Linked DNA regions of Sus scrofa: region 1 is linked to region 2. The links are chromatin contacts, called in public Hi-C maps. All regions are on one chromosome and are shown on one strand. Each heading gives the region's core, a stretch centred on a gene start, on an enhancer-like site or on the middle of the called end of the contact. The rest is flanking DNA. Distances are from core to core; before and after follow the strand shown. Region 1 holds the start of NEK7 (serine/threonine-protein kinase Nek7). Region 2 holds the start of C10H1orf53.

The links. A called contact is a pair of places that touch in the nucleus more often than the background predicts.
Region 1: a Hi-C map of skeletal muscle shows a contact between it and region 2, with 4 times the contacts expected there. The contact joins the promoter of NEK7 here to the promoter of C10H1orf53 in region 2. A contact is called at or near these places in 3 of 47 Hi-C or Micro-C datasets (embryonic fibroblasts, heart right ventricle and skeletal muscle) and 1 of 2 datasets of contacts at active chromatin or transcription factors (alveolar macrophages).

The regions. Positions count from the first base shown.
Region 1 is chr10:20,962,521-20,969,476 of Sscrofa11.1, reverse strand. NEK7 (serine/threonine-protein kinase Nek7) reads right to left here and starts at 2,817. Exons shown (of 10, transcript XM_005667989.3): 1 at 2,549-2,817.
Region 2 is chr10:20,727,861-20,734,309 of Sscrofa11.1, reverse strand. C10H1orf53 reads right to left here and starts at 1,998. Exons shown (of 4, transcript XM_021064484.1): 1 at 1,729-1,998; 2 at 1,269-1,385. The coding sequence starts at 1,872.

The DNA of each region.
Region 1 (6,956 bases), core at 1,568-4,067, 230 kb before region 2:
CAGCTCTCCCCTCCCCCACTCCTCTAGTCCGCTGCCATCATACCAGACGTGCTTTCCTCATTCTTGGAGTACGTGCTGTTTTATTGGGCTGGAAAAGAGCTCTTGAAATTGTCCAGCCAGGAAAATGTGTAAGTGGGAAGAGGAGTGGAGGGCGCTGCAGGTATGATCCAAATACATAAACCCGCAGGGGCACTTAAGAGCATGAAATGAGTCGGTCTGCACCCAAGGGACGGTCTTGACTTTCTTAATTACAAAAAAAAAATAATAATCACAGTGAAAGAGTCTCAAGTAACTGTAAAAACGATTAACGATTTGGATCCTGCTATTTCTTAGTTTTCATTTTCAGATAGTTTTAGAGAAAAACCCCCATCAGCCACACAGGTATCGAGTGAGCACAGAGGTTCGGCTGAACCTTGAAAGGAGAGGAGCACGAGGGGTCCGAGGGACCCGCCCCTCCATTTTATGTGTTTATCCCATAAGCTCCCCCTCATTTTATCTCACATGCTCCCCTCATTTTGCGTGTTCATCCCACAAGCCCCCCTCACTTTGCCCGCTTATCTCACAAGCCCACTCCTCACTTTACGTGTTGCTCTCACAAGCTCCCCGCTCACTGTGCGTGTTTATCTCACAAGACCCCCTCCTTATTCTGCCCATCCACCTCTCACCCACCCCAGCCCACTCCACCTCCAGAACCTCAGCACCCTCCCGCGAGCCCGGGGCGCCAGAGGAAGTGCCCGCCCCCCAGCAGGAGCCGTGCCGTCCTCGCCGCCCACTGGCTGTGGAGGCCGTCAGTCTTCGGGGGCGTGGCCTCCCGCTCGAGGGCGGTATCTCCAGCCGAGAGTCCCAGAGGGTCCCAGGCCGCTCCAGACCCTGGGAAAGCAACTAGCCCTTCACTAGGGGTGCCTTTGCCTTCTAATTTCGCGCCCTCCTCTCGCCGTCCCCATACAGTTTCTGCCCCTTTCACTCCTCCGAGAGGTAAAATTTTTCCAAGTTCCAACATCTCTCCCCCACTCCAGCAAACTCCGACCCGGTCCAAGGCCAAACTGGGGATGCTGCGGTTTTAAGGAGCGATGCAAGCTGTGGACTGGATCTTCTCGAGGGTAGCAAAGGATTCCTTCCTCTGGAAATGAAATCGCTTACGTTTTATGTTAACCATTTTGGGTGCACTGGCCTTCATCAAGTGTTACAGCCAAGAATACCTGGCATCTATTCGGCAAGAACTGCCACAAAGCATTACAGTTAAGTGTTATCTCTTGCTTCACCGTTTTCCGTGTTTGCTTGTCCCAAACGTACCACCAAGTTTTTGAGTGAAAGTACTATGCCATTCTTTGACCACACCCGCAGCAGCTCTTGCTCCTGAACGGAACAGACTGAACACAAGCACATCCTGTACTTTATTCTGTATTCTTTATTATGCGACCTGGCGAGACACTTTGCTGTATCCTGCAGAGAGTGTGCTTACTTTTTGAAACTGCAAATTCCTTGGAGGGATTAGAAACAGTGGTTGTAATTACGACAAGAACACAGAGCTCTACCAACTGTGGGTATTTGCTTGCTTCAACTGCATCCTTATGATCAATAGCCTCAAAGATGGGGAAAAACGATTTCATTTCTGCAATATATTTCTAACTTTCAGTTCCATCACCAACACTGCTTCAGGAAGAAAGCGTAGCTTACCGTAAAATAGGTATATTTTTAGTATCCATCCCTAACAAAGACTACAGCTGTGCGGGAACAAGATTCATCTGTTTAACACATCATCTCCCAAGGCCTACAGGGTAAAGGAAAGAGGTAACAGGGTTTCTTGGGACCTCACTGCAGCATCTCTCTTCTAGATCGTGTTTTCTTCCTGGCGCTGACCCGAGGCCATATGGTCTCCACACTTTTCTTTTTTCTTGACGCTCCCCTTCATCTCCCTGGCTTTGGCCTCAAGGTTCAAGTTTTTTCTTTTCCATTGCCACTATCACCACCCATGTTCACTATTGCCTTGCAAATCCTTCTCTCTGGCGTTTCCTAATCTTAACAGAGGCCCACTAAAGCTCCTTCTCCCAACAGGTCGGTTACACTCCCCGCACTTCTCAAACCCTGTCTGCAGGGCTCCCACCACCCACTTCTCCCCAGACCTTGGCTCTGCCCAGTCCGGCTCGACTGAAACCTGACATCTGGACACAACCAATCCGCGCCGAATAAGTAACCGAGGCGGCCAATGAGCGTGCGCCTGGAGGCGCGAGGCGGGACTTCGCCAAGTTCCTCGGGTCCTGAAACCGAGACCTGTTGCGCCGCCGCCGCCGCGGCCGCGGAGTTTCTTAGTTACCGTGGCGGCCTCAGCGGCCAGAGCCGTACTGCGCACGAGGCTCCCGCCGCCGCCCACGACCGGACCGAAGCCCCCACCGGCTCGGCCGCGCGCCCCGCAGAGCCCTCCTCCACCCCGGCGGGGTCCCCAGGCCGCAGTGCGCGGGCCCGACCTCCCTTCCCCGCCCGGCTCCCGCAGGCGACCCCACCGGGCGGGGCCCCGGCCGGCGCGCCCAAGACCCCAGCAGCGACTCACCAGGAAGAGGAGAGCTTTCCGTTCTCCCGCCCGCGAGGGACCCCGGGCGGCCGGGCGGCTCGGCCGGGCGGCGCCGCGGACAGGCCCGCTGGGCCGGGGGCTGTGGCTGCGAGGCCCGGAGCGCTGGCCACCTCCCGCCGCGCCGCCCCCGCGGACGCTGCAGGCGCGGGCACCCACCCTGCGCACGGCGAGGTGCGTCCTGAGCGCGAGCCTAGCGGCGGCCCATCCTCCCACGACTCCCGCTCCTCCTCCGCGGGCCGCCGCTGTCAGGAGTGTAAACATCCCGGCATCCCCGAGGAGGGGGCGGGGCACGCGCCAGCCACGCCCTTCCCTGGGCCCCGCCCCCCAGCCCGGCTCTGGCCGCCGCTGCGCTCCCGCTGCCCGCTGGCCTCTGCGGAATGAGCCCCCCGCTTCCCGGCTGGAGCCCAGGCGGCTCTGGGGGAGCCCCTCCTATCGTCTGGCCAGTGCCTTGCAGGGCGCGTCCAGCCCTATTCCCCTCTTTCGGGCCAACTTCCCTCCCAACTGGGGGTCTGTTGCTTTTTTGAAAACTATGTTTAAATGCCCCCTTCTGCAAGCAATGAGCGGAATTGGCAACCTCGCTTTCTCCTGGATCACAGCGTTTTGATTCCGTCTTTTCCTAGGCGGTGAAACTACGTCCGTGCTAAGAAAAACTTGCGTTAAAGTAAGAGACGCAGCCTAGAGGAGTAGCTTTTAGGGCCATTCTGAAAGGAGAGCTACCTGGTTTGGTCATAGGATTCTTGGGAGGGGGGCAGGAATTATATCCCAGAACTCTAGTACACCGCCCTGCAAAAGGAATGCTTCACTCTTTTAATATCCGGAGACGCGCTACCAGAGGACAGGGCTAGGAGGTAGTATGGAGTCAACCACACCTTGATTCTAATCTCAGTTTAGGGGTTATTTTTACATTCATCTCTCCCAAGCCTCAGTCCCTTTAGCTGTAAAAGGAGAACAGTAATAATACCTGTCTCTCAGACTATGCTAGCATCAAATTAGATAAAGCAAAATGCTTAAGGACAACATCCTTAAGTAAGTGCTTATTGAGTAGTTGCTGTTAGTCCTAGGTTCAGTTCACTAGTTTGGCTCTCCTGTCCAAGGGATGGGAGCCAAGAATGAGTAGATTATAGCTCAAATGCTTAAACTATTCAAGCTATGGAATTAAGATTTCAAAGGTTTATTTTCGAAAGACGATAATTCAAGATGTCAATAGCAGCTGTTGATTTCAGTGACTAATAAAGTATTCATAAATTTGCTAGGCACTGTTCTAAGGAACAAAGATAAAACAGGTACCAAGATACAAAGTCCCTGCTCTCATGAACCTCATATTGTAGAAAATAATAATGATAACAAGCCAATGAAGGCATATTATGTCAAATGGTGATTCACTCAAAAATAAAGCAGGGTATGAAGGGAGAGCCATGGGCGAGGTGACCAAATCCGACTTGGTTTTGTGGAGAATAACTCCGCTGTGGAGAACAGACCACAAGGTAGGAACTACTAAAACAGTTAAAAGACCATTGTAACAGCCAAGTAAAAGATATTGATGATTTCGACCGTGGTGCTAACAGCAGAGGTGGTAAGAACGGTCAGGTGCCAGATAGATTTCTAAGATACAGCCAATAGATTGAATATGGGGGTAAGAAAGTAGACAAGGATGAAACCAATGAAGTTGTCATTTGAACCAGGTCGCTCTGTCAGGTCACACCAAATCAAAAGCAGTCAAATAAGAACCATGTCACTTGAGTCCTACACAGGCACACCTGGCAGGAAAAATAACCAGATATTCCCAGGATAAAGACATTTCATCCCGGTTAAATTTTTTAACCAACTTTTGTACCACCTTTTAGAAATGCATATAGATCCAATCAATAAAACAGTGCTATTTCAATAAACTACAGATTTCTAAACAGACCAGATATTTCGTTGGTAGAAGGAAAACATATATCCCTTATGAACACTGACGGATAGGGAAATGGATCAAAATGCACTCTGGGAGTGCCCATTGTGGAAACAAATCCGACTAGTATCCATAAGGATGTGGGTTGAATCCCTGGCCTCATCACTGGGTTAGGGATCCTGCATTGCTGTGGCTGTGGCTGTGGCTGTGGTGTAGGCCAGCCACTGCAGCTCCAATTCGACCTCTAACCTGGGAACTTGTATATGCCAAGGGTGTGAACCTAAAAAGCAAAAAGCAAAAAAAAAAAAAAAGGCACGCAGGAAGCCCTCAGAGTACCCTATCAGTGGCTATGTGATGTCCAGAGTATTGAAATCATCCCTGTGTGTCCCGTTTCTTCACATTAAAAGATTACAGGAGTTCCTATCATGGTTCAGTGGAAACAAATCTGACTAGCAGCCATGAGGACACAGGTTCAATACCTGGCCTTGCTCAGTGGATTAAGGATCAGGAGTTTCCATGAGTTGTGATATAGTTGGAAGATAGCTCAGATCTGGCATTGCCATGGCTGTGGCCTAGGCTGGCAGCTGCAGCTGCCATTCGACCTCTAGCCTGGCAACCTCCATATGCTGCAGGTGCGTCCCTAGAAAAGACAAAAAGACAAAAAGATTACAAAGCTATAGCTAAATCATACACAGCATTGCAGAAGTCGTGAAGGCTGTCCAAATCCAATGCACTTTCTCTTAGGACATTTTTTTCATTGAAGTATAGTTGATTTACAACATTGTGTCTCTCTAGGGCTTTTCCTCTTTGCCTCCATGCTGATGGGGAAAGTTGTCCACCTGCCCTGGGCTCCTGACCTGGGTCAAGTGCTCTGGCCAAAAAGCGTCCTCTGGTCCAGGGGTCGTCAGAGAAGAATCCAGCTTTAACTGCTTTTCTGTTTATTCATCTCCCCACCAAGCTTGCTCCAAAAATGCTGGCTTGCTCCTTGAAATGCACTAATTATAGTTTTTGTACATGCTACTTGGTGTTTATACCTAATTACCATGCAATACATACCATTAACTATCAGATTAACTTCGCTGCAAGTGGTATTTGACGATGACACTTGCAGTTTACAAAAGTCAGCATGTTTTGTTATTCATATAGCTCTGCTGGCCCCACACAATTAAAAATACAAATTAGAGGTGGTGCTCATACTCAAAACCACTTTTGGACTGTAGATTAATCCAGGCCAGATGTCCCAGACCCAGTTCAGTGTCAGTGCAACTTCTCTGTCAGGAGAGAAGCTTGCTAGAAAGAAAAAATGTTTTCCTGATGAAGGATAATGAAGTCCTATTAAAAGGAATTCTCAGGCATTCCCATTGTGGCTCAGCAGTAATGAATCCAAAGAGTATCCATGAGGATGTGGGTTCGATCCCTGGCCTCACTCAGTGGGTTAAGGATTTGAGCATTGCCATGAGCTATGGTGTAGGTCACAGATGGAGCTCAAATCTGGCGTTGCTGTGCCTGTGGGGTAGGCCAGCAGCTGCAGCTGCGATTTGACCCCCAGCCCGGGAACTTTCCTATGCCACAGGTGCAGCCCTAAAAAAAAATCAAAAAAAAAAAAAATGTCCTGTGAAAGAGATCCTAGCCAGTGGGATAGACCAGAAGGGTCCAGTCTTCTTGACTCATACATAGCACTGGCAACAGGTGTACTTGAAAAGCTACTAGTGATACTGGCAGCCACCAAATTTGACAGCTGAATGGCGATGAGGCTTAGTCAAGCTGTTGAAATGTCTGGACTAACCTGGGCCAAGAGGAGCCGGTCAAAGTGCAGACTGCAGACAAGTGCAGGGAGCTTACTTTCCTCTAGCCTGGCTGTGGTCACTGTACAATGCAGAAAATAAATCTCTCTCATGCTGTGCAGGTCCTCACGAAAAATATACGAAAGTGACCTTTTCACTCTCTTGGCCCCTTGCTGGTAATTCGTAATGGTTCATGTAGATGAACTTTCCTTTCAAACAATAAAAGCAGCCTTAATATTATCCTCCCATCCAATCCCTAGAATTCAAAATCACAGAAAGACAGCTCTGCAATGTCCCCGTCATCTAGTTCTGTAGTTCGAGACTACAGTTCGTGGTTAAAAATAGCAGCATATGGCAGAGGCTTTGTCCTGGCTGTTTTTACAGTACTTTTAAAACATGTCAATACAATATATATTCAGATATTTTAATGCAGGGAACTCTACTATTTTATACTGGTTGCAAAACAAGAAAGAGCAAAACTCGCAGTTTACATTTATATCATGATTTCATCTGGTCAGCAGAATTCAGCTGAGTCTCTGCTTTTTGACCCTAAGGACAAAAGCCAAAGGGTCAATATGCAGTGGGCAATGAGTCAAAGCAATGAAGGAAATATGCTCAGGAATGATTTCCCTTTTCACACTCGTACACCCTGTCCTTGATGCGGAGCCAAACTGAGGCCATTTCCCAGGACACCCTTTACTCCACGTCG
Region 2 (6,449 bases), core at 749-3,248:
CTGTGATTGACACTGATGAAACAAGTGTGGATTCCTTGACTGAGAAAAAGTTTCTTTTCCTTTGACTGAACAGGTCTTTCCATACCAGTGGTATTTGTTCTATAGAGAATGAAACTTTTTGTTTCTTTTTACATTTATATGGTGAAGTGTGGGAACAAATTACACGTTATTTTAAAGAGTATAAACAAGATCAAAAGTGGCCAATCATTTCCTAAAGAGTCTTTGTGCAGAAGTTTCAACACCCAGTGAGTCAGGCAGCAGATCTAAGGGCCTACTGTTAGTTAAAAAAAAATAAAAGTCAACTTTAGGCAACATCCAGGGTTTTCTTCTCTGCTCCCTTGGCCCAAGCCAGACCAGATAACTTTAGTCCTATCAAGCACTGGTCACAGACAGTGTATTAAAAAAATACTTTGTATTTTTTTTTTTGTATCTTTATCATGGAACTCACTTGCTCTTTCAAGATGATACAAGTATAAATATGCTCCCCTTAACCTTATGTAGTCTAAGGTTAGGGTGAAGGGAGATGATAAATTTTGATATTGGTGCTAATATGCAATTGTCAAACCCCCAAAATAGGGGAAAACATAGCTCAAGATTGTCTGGAAAGAATGTACACGCCTGAATATAGTCTCCTTTGCAACTGTGCTCCGTTAGGGTGGAGAGCACGAACGGATGGCAGCAAAAAATGAAAATGAATTAAAAATAAGTTAATCAATTTTCCTTATTAAAATCATTGGATGGCAGTGCCTACATGATACTGCAGATAAACACACAACATATTTTTCCTGTCACACACACACACACACACACACACACACACACACACACACAGAGTAATGATGGGCCCAAAACTGTGACCGGAGTTTTAGCACGGACGCTGATCAGAAAGGAGTTGCGCTCATACTCCGGACAGATACATGTTAACTCCTTGCCCGGAATAGGAAAACCGTGGCCAGTTTTCAAGCGAAAAGTTCTGAGATGGAAGCACACGCATCATCAGACGCCAGACGCAGGACCGCACCGGCCGGCAGCAACCTCTCCGCGAGGACTCACAGGCGCACCAGCCCCCGGGGGGCTGTCTCGGCGGCCGTCTGGGCGGGGCTGCCGGGGGGAGGCGGAGCTGCCGGAGGGAGGCGGAGCTCCCGGGGAAGGGAGGGGAGGGCATAGCGCGGGGGAGGCCTCACCGCGCAGGCGCAAGTCCCCCAACCCACCCCACCCCGTCTGCAGTCCGGGCGGGGCCACCCCGGAAGGGAGGGACGGGGCCTCACCGCGCAGGCTGCAGCGTGCAGCTCCGCGATCCTCCGCTCTGCCTCCGTTAACTCTTCGCTTGCCCGACCCGTCGCCCCTCCCTCTAGCGAGTCGGGCCCGGAGACGCCGCGGTCTCCCTTCGAAGCGGAGCAGAAGGTGAATCTGAGGGGCTGTCGGAACTCCGCTCCGACCCGGGGTGGTTTTGGCGGCGGGGCGGCAGGCTGCTGCCCTCTGAGCGCGGCGCCCGCGGACACCCGGACCCTCCAGGCCGCCATGGCCGCCGCCTATCGGGGGCGGGGCGCCGGCGCTGGGGCCTCGGGGCGGTGCCGGCTGCTCCCGCGGGGCCTGGCCTGGTCCCAGCCCCGTACCCCGGATCCCTCACCCCAGACCCTGCCCTCCAACCCTTGACCCTGGGCCCGCCCTCCAGTCCTGGATCCCGACCCCCAGCCCCGACCTCGGCTGTCCGGACCCCGACCTCACCCTCCTATGCCGGACCCCGCTCTCTGGTCCTGGACTTTGGCCCTCCGACCCTGATCCCGGACCAGCCCGACCTCGGGCCTCAGGCCTGGTCAGCTCTACCGGGCGGTCGGGAACGCGCGCGCAGCTGGGCTTCCGCAGCCCCATTGGCCCTTCCTTGGAGATCAGGTGGACTTTAGGCCCCCGAGGAGGCCCCCACGTGATGCACCTGTCAAACTAGTCGGGATCTTTGAGCATGATCGCCACAACTGTTAAGATGCCAGAAAGTGATCAAAATACCCCAGGTTTGTTTATAACCAGCTTGGGCTTATCCGGCAAAGGCTGTGTTTACAGGTGCCGCGTGGCTTGGTTCTAGGGCCCAGCCTAGAAAGAGGACCAAAAGTGAACCCTGAGGAAGAAAAGCCCATGGTTTCATGTTGCTAAGTATTTGCAGAATACACAGTAAAAGTATACTTCCTGTCCGAAAGATGAAAGAAAATTATCCAGCTACCCCTACAAAATTGAATTTGAGAAAATTAGCACAAACCCAGGGGGTAATTTCAGGCGTTAGAATTAAATTAACACACTCCCACCTCGCACCCCAGCCTGTGTTTCAGACTTGAAGAGTTGCCCTTTTGTAAGTGTCCTTCACTTTTTGAAGAAGTGGGGGGCAGGAACTGATCCCTGAAGATGGTAGGTGGTTGAGTAGTACCTGAGAAAGAACGCTCTAAACCATCGCCACCCTGTTTTTGGCGTCTGTGTTTACCATGCAACCCTGCAACCGTATTTGGATTCTCTTAGTAGGTACTGACTGAATGATCCTATTGGTCATTTGTAAATCTCATAGTGAGTTAATATGGAATCCTGTTTTGCAAATCTATTTATTTCCTTTGTGTTGGATAATAAATTAGTTATGGCACTCTGGAGACTGCTTAGTGATCTGAGAAAAGAGCTTTAAACCTGGAAGGCTGAGGAGGAACCCTCGGTAACGCTATGGAAAGAGCTGCTATGATTAGAAAAAGGAATTCACCATAAATTAGTCATGTGTTTTTTGTGCTATTTTACCAAGCCTTTTTTTTTTTTTTTTTTTTTTTTTTTTAAAAAAGGCCGCACCCACAGCATGTGGAAGTTCCAGGGCTAGGGGTCAAATCAGAGCTGCAGCTGAGGCCTGTGCCACAGCCACAGCAACACAGGATGCAAGCTGCCTCTGTGACCTATGCCACAGCTTGTGGCAACATGGTATCCTTAACCCACTGAGCAAGGCCAGGGATTGAACTCACATCCTCACAGACCCTACGCCAGGTTTTTAACCCGCTGAGCCATGACAGGAACTCCCAAATTCTTCAACAGAAGAAATAAGCCTGGAAGTTCTGACTGATTTCCCTATTTTTTAAGTTGAGGATGAGGACTTATTAATGGTTTATGACATTAGTTCAAAGAGTGGAGACTGAATTTTACAGAAATGAAATAGACTAGACCAAGTTCAAATAGGAACGAATCACCTAGGAAGAGTAAGTGTTGTTTTGTGAAACTCCTGCTTTGGCAGATGAGGGGTGTGGATATGAAGGGGTGGGCAGAAGGGAGGTCTTCGTGGTAATAGAACAGTTCTGTGTTCTGATCTGGTCAGAAGTCCGCATGTGGGATTAGACATAGAATGGTACCATTTTGTTCCAGTGTCCCATTCCCGGCGCTGACATTGTGTTGTAAACATATAAGGTGTAACCAGTGGGGGATATTGGGTGAAGAGAACGCTCTGTAGCATTTTTGCAACTTATTTTACAATTTAAAAACAGTCATTGGAAAAAAGGATATAAGAAAATATAAAAATAGATTTCAGATTACTCAGTGAGGCAGCTCACTGAATTAACCAGAACCTTTTTGATCCTCTCCATTTCCAGATTTAAAAATCATCTATCAGGAGTTCCCATCATGGCGCAGTGGTTAACGAATCTGACTAGGAACCATGAGGTGGCTGGTTCAATCCCTGGCCTTGCTCAGTGGGTTAAGGATCCGGTGTTGCCATGAGCTGTGGTGTAGGTCGCAGACACGGCTCGGATCCCACGTTACTGTGGCTCTGGTGTAGGCTGGTAGCTCCAGTTCTGATTAGACCCCTAGCCTGGGAACTTCCACATGCCACGGGAGTGGCCCTAGAAAAGACAAAAAAAAAAAAAAAAAAAAAAAATCATCTATCAGTTAAGGCCTTTGGGCATTTGGGCTCAGAAAGCTGTTTTGTACTATTCACGTTACCTGTGTGTGTATTCTTAGACAGATCTTTAAATATCATCAGAGCTGGAAACCTGTATAACAAAGAGTTGATAAAGTATTTTAGTACAAATAACTTCCCAACAGATTGGATGACTTAATTTGAGTATCATTTAGACACTGCACAGATTATCTGCCCCTTCAGCTTTCATTTGATCTTCACTCTAGGAGTCTGTGTCACTTCACATCAAGTAACTATCATTCATCGCATCTCTTGTTTTAAAGAGCCTCCTCGAGGCCTGACCCTTACCTCATTCTAGTGTGTGTTCATTTCTTCTCAGACCCTCTGCTCCTAGTAGGCAGAACCCTATAAAGGTGGGGGCACAGCGTTCTGTCTTAGAATGGTAAATCAAGGTGTTCTGCCGTGGCGCTGTGGGTTAAGATTCTGACTGCAGGAGTTCCCATTGTGGTTAATGAATCCGACTAGAAACCATGAGGTTGCGAGTTTGATCCCTGGCCTCGCTCAGTGGGTTAAGGATCCCACATTGCTGTGGCTATGGTGTAGGCCAGTGGCTACAGCTCCGTTAGACCCTTAGCCTGGGAACCTCCATATGCCACAGGTGTGGCCCTAGAAAAGACAAAAAAAAAAAAAAAAAAAAGATTCTGATGGCAGTAGCTCAGTCACTGCAGAGGCATGGGTTCAATCCCTGGCCTGGCACGCAGTCGGTTAAAGGATCATAGGTCACTGCTACCACTCAGATTCAGTTCCTGGCTAGGGAACTTCCAGAGTTGGCTACTAAAAAAAGAAGAAGAATAGTAAATCAAGTTCCCACTTTATTTATAAAGCATGTATACCCAGATCTGCTTTAGAAAGAGTTTTGTGCCGTATCTCTACATGACAACACGATATTGCATGTGTTTGATACTCCTTCGTTTGCGATGTTAGCATTGATACTGCACACGCTTGTTACTTGGAAGAGGAGGAAAGGAGTTTAGAGAAGCATGCTTCCCTAGGTTTCATTTATGTTCATTTTTAAATAGTTGCGTTAGGCCCCTCTAGGTTGCATGGTGTAGATCACACAGCTTAGTCTGGTTTCAATAAAAGGGATGGGCTCCCATCACCAGAAAGCATGACTTGATCCAGGCTCAGTGTCAGGACCAGGGCTCAGGCTCCGCTTCTCATCTCTCTGCTTCCAATGTTGACGCCCTTTGCAGACTCTCGTGGGTGAAAGATGGCTACAAACAGCTCCTAGGCTTCTCATCCTTGTGCCACTGAGAGAGAGTCTTGTTATGAAACTCCTGGACGAGAAGAAGCCTTTTTGTCCCCAGAAGCCCTAACAGCCATCTCTTCATCCTGTGTCACTTCCTGACCCTATCTTTGTGAGTGTAGGTTGCGCTGCAGGCACTCAGGGCCCATCTCTGAAACTGCCTGGGTCCGTCGCCCCAGACCCCTGCCTGCACATGGCCTGTGTTGGTGAAGTACGATTAACAAAAGTCCACTGCCATGTGACACCAAAGGCAAAGTACATTCCTCCAGCCCATCCAGTCCTTTTAGCATTTAGTATTTGATTGTCAGTCATTTAAAACACTTTTCATTGTTCCTCTGGTTCCCTTCCAGACATCCTTCCTTTGATGTCCCACAATTACTTACCCCATTTTAGCTTTTCATATGTAGGTTTTTTTTGGCCGTGCCCTTGGCATGCAGAAGTTCCTGGGCCAGGGATTGAACTGGCACCACAGCAGTGACCCCAGCCCCTGCAGTGGCAACACCGGGTCCTTAACCTGCTGAGCCACCAGGGAACTCCTATATGTAGTCAAATTTTTTTTTTGTCATTGTTTTCCCAATAGATCATAAGCAAGATGGTAGGGAATATGCCGTTTTCATCTTTGTATCCCCACAGCCCACCTTGGACTTTTGTACATAGTACTATGACACTTAGCAAATAAAGACTTTTTGAATGAGTCAATTAGTCTGGTTCTTCATTCTCAAATATGTCTTAACTAGTGGACAGAAATTCCATATGAAAGTCTAAAACTAATACTCTATGTAATAATGCAAATTTGGAAATATTTACTTTATATTAGTTATTGCAAATAAATACTTTAAAAACTAGGTGATAGGAGTTCCCATCGTGGCTCAGCAGAAACGAATCTGACTACCATCCGTGAGGATGCAGGTTTGATTCCTGGCCTCGATCAGTGGGGTTAAGGATCCAGCATTGCTGTGAGCTGTGGTGTAGGTTACAGACACGGCTTGGATCCCGCGTTGCTGTGGTTGTAGCATAGGCCAGTATCTGTAGCTTGGATTTGACCCCTGGGAACCGACATATGCCGCAGGTGCAGTCCTAAAAAGACAAAAGACAAAGAAAAAAAAAAAAAAAAACAACTAGGTGATAAAGAGACTAAATGATGTCTTGTTAAATTGTATTTATTAAGTAACTTCCGTCCATTTTACTGACAAGACAGATGTGCACATTATCAAACTGTCTGATCTGAGGCCCCCAGAGCTGCCTGTGATTGATCTTAAGTGTTACCTTGTAATG